2 separate regions of the Anas platyrhynchos genome follow, and region 2 is linked to region 1. A link is a contact called in public Hi-C data. All regions are on one chromosome and are shown on one strand. The core of a region is the stretch at or near the end of the contact, and the rest is flanking DNA. Distances in the headings are between cores, read along the strand shown.

The links. A called contact is a pair of places that touch in the nucleus more often than the background predicts.
Region 2: a contact with region 1 is called in a Hi-C map of F1 follicle, with 2.2 times the contacts expected there. The contact joins the promoter of RSPO2 here to the enhancer-like site in region 1. A contact is called at or near these places in 4 of 8 Hi-C or Micro-C datasets (F1 follicle, liver, skeletal muscle and 1 more).

What each region holds. Positions count from the first base shown.
Region 1 is chr2:18,474,441-18,477,140 of IASCAAS_PekinDuck_T2T, forward strand. No RefSeq gene overlaps it. Among named protein-coding and RNA genes, the nearest start is that of TMEM74, 24 kb to the left of the region's middle. Within about 2 kb of position 1,266, at least 3 of the 8 cell types and tissues checked have an H3K27ac peak or open chromatin away from gene starts, as enhancers often do. A contact at or near this core is called in F1 follicle, where this site is marked.
Region 2 is chr2:18,721,287-18,723,986 of IASCAAS_PekinDuck_T2T, forward strand. RSPO2 (R-spondin 2) reads left to right here and starts at 1,278. Exons shown (of 6, transcript XM_027452602.3): 1 at 1,278-1,475; 2 at 1,974-2,306. The coding sequence starts at 2,177.

The DNA.
Region 1 (2,700 bases), core at 16-2,515:
TGGGTACAAAAAAAAAGATGTCTCAATAATAAGAAACCACAACTGAGGAAGGAGTAAAGGCAAAGAATGAGGCAACTCCTCTTAGGAGAAGGCAAGTAAGTTGTCATACTTTGATATGCCTCTTATTCCTTGAATAGCTGTTGCCTCTACAAGTATCTTTTTCCTTGGTTGATATTCATTACTTCTATTACTGACAGCAGTTGTACTATACACACTGTTAAATTAACACCATAAATTACGTATTGTGCCCTACAAGAGTTCTTCCAGTCCTTTCACAGGTACAAACACATCTAAGCACACTGGCACCACAGTGTGTACCCTCCTCTTGTGCAGAGGAACAGCCTGTGGAGAGATAAGACAGCAGCACTGTGAGTGCTGGAAGTAGCATTCCCTGGATCTGACAGCTCTTGGGCTCAGTTTAATAAGGATTTATCTGTACTCTGTGGAGGTATTTAGTACACAGTGTCTTCCCATTAGGGTCTGAAGGGTGCTGCCACCATCACCTTATGTGAAGTTCAGTCAAATGGATTGTAACAAATGTTCAGAATTTTGCCTAACTTAAGACAGCATTATTAACACGATTAAACGTATTAAAATGTATTTTCTGCTTAAATTAGCCCACATAAAGTGGGTTTGCAAGACAGCTTGTCAAGCAAGCTCACTTCTTGTTAATGGCCTGATCTCCTCTCTCTCCTCCCAGGGAGATCCACCATATAGGCGACCATCATATGTCAGTGGACATGCTTCAGATGTCATAAATTTAGGGAATCAAGTTCATAATTGTTGAGAATGTTCATTGGTCATAGAAGACTGATTCCTTTTCCTTTGCCTGCTTCTCTGCATGTATATGCTTAATATAAGATATACATGAGGAAGGGTTTATTTGTCCACAAGATAATGTGGCTTTTTATGCATTGAGTCAACAAGAACAGCTCTGCATTTGTAGGTGTGTAAACATACAGGATTTTACCTGAGATTGAAGAGCAGCACCCAGGTGCAGCTTCTCTCAATTCTCTCGTGCCACCAGAGAAAATTGGTGCTTGGATGAGAGGGTGCCCACTGCTGTGGCTCTCTCCAAGCATTGCAGCAAAGTGGCCCTGAGGACAGTAGGAGCTGTGGCAATGCTGCCCATGGAGCATTTGCTTTTGGGGGGACTGCATTTGCCTGATTTGTTAATAGGTATTTATTTACTCGTTACATAACCTTCTTTTCTTAAGGAAACAGCAGCAGCCAGCACAGTACTGAGAGTTTCCAGCAGGGAGCAGCATTTATTCATCTGTGAAGGAGGAGAGGCTGCAGCCTGAAAGGATCAGGCTGGGATGGATAGACTCTCAGGATTCCCTTGCTTTAGAAAAAATGTTTGCAGATGGATGGACAGCCGGTGTTGTGAGGGGTATAGGAGGGAGGAAAGGTTAAAGACATGACACTCGCCTCTCCTGTCCTCTTCATTGGTGCAATGCCTTTTAGAGAACCGCTTGGTATTTGGGGTGAGGGGTCGCATGCTCAGAGGCAGTGCTGGCAGAGCAGCTGGATCAAAACATTCACATTTAGGGAAACATTTTCATCAAAAAGTTCACAGTATTCTCTTTAGTTCAGAATGTCTACTTCAAGGACTGGAAATCCAGAATAAGCTTTCACTAATAATATATGCATATTACCAGCACCTTAACACTATAGTATAATTTTCTCTTGGAAAACTAGCAAGGTTCTTCATCCATCTAAGCACTATCTGCTTTGAAAGTATTTTATATCAAAATAACTTTCTAAGGAACTCTTTCTTTCAATGAAATCTTAATTTATTTTTAAATCCAAGGTCTCAGACAGTTCAACATTTCACAATATCACGTTTGGATGTGATATGAAATAAGTCTTTGAGCCTTCCACAGGGGGCAGAGATAATCACACTGTGAACAAGTGCAAAGGAAAGTATTTCAGTATTTGGAAACTATAGCGAAAATCCTCTTTGCTATGTAAGCAAATTTATATTAAAAACAGTATTATAACATTTGTTGACAAATGGGTGTTCATGGAATTACTCTTTGCCTATTTCTTCCCACAGCTACACATAAGTCCTTTTTACCTTGCCCACTTTTTAAAGCATACCTGGCTGAAACCTTCCCAGCAGACAGTGACAGCTACTCCTTATCCATATTAGCAAAACCATATACCCCACTGACAGCATTTGTGGTACTGATGCAACGCTTCCTAGCTGTACTCACACCAGTCCACCCATCTCAGCTGTACATGGCAGCCTCCTGGAAGTGGCTGCATCCCAGTGGTGGGATCTCAGAATGGGTGAGCCAGTTCAGGCTGAGACAGATAACAGTTATAATCTATGTAGACATACCCAAACAGGCTGTTTTCCATCAGGGTAGATCACAAGAGCAGTGAAGCTAAAACAGCATGTGTTTGTGTGAGGGCTCTACAAGATTCTGGGGCTCTCTGTGAGTCTAATAGGTAAGCCCTAACACCTCAGGCTTTCAATCTCCAAGCTTAGTAGAGGAAAGCAAGTCTGATCCTACCTCTTACTGGAATGTTATATAATTTTCTCGTGCTCTGGACTTCCCTTCAGTCAGAAATGTGCATAGCCACAAATCAGATAAAACCGACTTTTACAGACATATTCACTTTCATTATACTTATTCTCTTCATGTTTCTAAAAGTTTCTTTTAATAAGATTGTTATGATCATTCAATTGTC
Region 2 (2,700 bases), core at 28-2,527, 250 kb after region 1:
AAAGCAGGGCAGCCCGGGGCTTACAGCACTGCCCAAGAACTTGGGAAGCCCAGGATCAAGTTTTGACTCTGCCACACACCTGCCTTTGGGTTTCAGGCAAGTTATTCAGCCTCTTTCTAACTCACTCTTCTGCTGCCAACTGAGCACCGATGCTTCTCTGTGTTAGAGGAATATTACGCTGCTAAATGCAGTCTCAGGACAGTATGGCAAACACCATACAGCCAAACGTCATCTCTCTGTGGTCAGGTTGTCCAGACCACAGCTGAAAAGCCAGCGTGGGTCTAACGGGATTTATTAGCTCAGGCACAGTGCCATGTGAATGCAGTTGCGCTGCTGCTCTGGAAAGAGTACATCTGCTTTTGTGAGCCCCTGGCTGGCTGTGTCCCGAGGCAGCTCAGGGATTTCAGCACCGCGTTCCCAGAACCAGAAGTGTCGGGTGGAGGGGAAAAGAGACCCCCAGCAGAGAGCCAGCCCAGGGTGTGCAGGAGCTGGCTTGGTGCTGGCTGTGCCAGGCCCTCGCTGCCTCCCCACTTCATGCACCTGCTCCCTGTCACCCCATGTCCCGTGGGGTTCGTGGGTCAACCCCAACAGGTCCAGCTCTACAGCTGAGAAGCCCACGGTCTGCCGGTACCCGTGGTGCTGTGGGGAAGCAGAGAAATCAACGTGTCCCAGATGTGGGGTCAGTTTAGCTGATGCTATGAGGAGTTAACAGACCCTCATGGATCCGAGCTAAATGCATCCAGAACCTCCTGGGTGCTTCCTCGCTTCATCCTCGCTTGTCTGTACTGTTGGGTCCCCGCTTACCAGGGAAACAGAGTGCTTTGCCAAATAGAGATATGGCTAGAAACCGCTAGAAATCGCTCACAAAACTTATACTTCAGGACTTCATGAGCGATTTTCCCGGGATAATGAAAGTGGTGTTTCAACGAAGAGGCTTGGGAGGTTGCGAGATTGTAGGAACCTGGCAGGAAAGAAAAAAAAGAGGGGAAAATAAACGGCTCGAGGTCTTAAAACCAGGGATGAAAGAAGGAAACAGATTTAATTACCACACACTGCGGGAAGGAGAAAAGGGGTGGGAGAAAAGGAAAAAAGAGGGAGAGAAGCGAGCGGGACGAGGTTTCCCGAAACAGCTCAGGGCGAGGACAGGGCGGCGTTGCGGGGAGCGGGAGCGAGCGGCGGGGCCGGGAGCAGCCCGCGGGGGGGGGCTCGGGCAGGGCTGGGCGGGCGCTGGGGGCCCCCGGGGCTGCGGAGGGCGGGGGCGCGGCGCCGGGCGGCGCTAGGGCCGGGCGGCGGGGCGGCGGGGCGGCATGGCTGGGAGCACAGCACCACCTACGTCCCGCGCATCCCCGCCGAGCCCGCACGGCCCCGCTGCCCGCGCCGCCGCGGCCGCCCCCCGGCATAAAAGGGGCGGCCGGGGGGGGGACGCGCACCGGCGGCCCGGTTTGCCGCCGAGAGGAGAGGATAAAGAGAGGAAGGTGGGGTGTTTTGTGTTGTAGTCTTTTTTTATTAATGTTTTATTTTATTTTATTTATTTTGGAGGGGGGACACAGAGCTTGCATGTGGCCCGGAGCTGTCGCCCCGTCGGGGCTCCGACGGGGCGAGCTGGCGGCGGGGCCGCCGGGGGAAGGCAGGGGAATAGGGGATAGGGGATAGGGGATAGGGGAGGCGGCTTCGCCCCGCCGTGCCCGAGACCTGGGCGAGTGTGGGCGGGGTGCGCCCCCGCGCCGGGATAAATAGCGCCTTGCCTCGCCTGACAGCCCGGCCCCGGGGCGCACCGGGGAGCCGGGAGGGAGCGAGGGGGAAAAAAAAAAAGAAAAAGTTGGGGGGCTCTCTGGGACTCCGCTCCCGCCGGGACTTGGCTTTTTATTTGCTATTTGTTATTATTTTTTATTTTTTCACCCACGGGGAGAAACAGAGGAGGGGGAGGACGAGGGAAGCCCCGAGCCCAGCTTTTCCCCGCTCTCTCCCCGCAGCGCAGGGGCGATGCTGGAAGCCGCCGGGAGGTCGCAGCGTGCGGGAAGGGGGGTGAGAGGCGAGTGAGCCCCCGCCGGGCCCTGCGGCAGCCGCCGAGCTCCGGCGCCCCCTCCCCGGCCGCCCGCAGCCCCGCACCGGCCCCCGCCGCCCCTCGCCGCCAGAGGAAGGGAGGGAGGGAGGCTGCCCAGCCCAGCGGCCCAGGATGCAGTTTCGCCTCTTCTCCTTTGCCCTGCTCATCCTCAACTGCATGGATTACGGCCACTGCCAAGCCAGCCGCTGGAGACGCAGCAAGAGAGGTGAGCGGGGGCTCCCGCCGGAGGCACCCCGGGCAGGTGAGCCCGGCCCCCGGGGGGCGGTGAAATTGGGGGGGGACACACCGTGTTGGGGACTCTGAGCCCCGACGGGGACCGCCGCTGCCAACGCCGTCGGGCTAGATGTTCGTCCCGGGGGGGCAGTTAGCCCTCACCCCGAGAAGCGACCCCGAGAAGCCGTCGGGGGTCTCCCCAGGGGGCTGCAGTGTCCCCGGTGTGCTCCGCGGACACCGTTCAGGACGCCCCCCGGTCCCTCTCCGCGCAACCTGAGGGAACCCCGCGGGGCGCAGGGCTTAAGGGGGAGTCGTGGTCGCGCAGGGGGCTTGGGCTGAGGGGGAGCCCCGGGAGGGATCCTGAGCCCCAGGGTGCGGGTCCGGGCGGCTCGGGCGAGATGCTGGAGCCGGGCTTGCCGGAG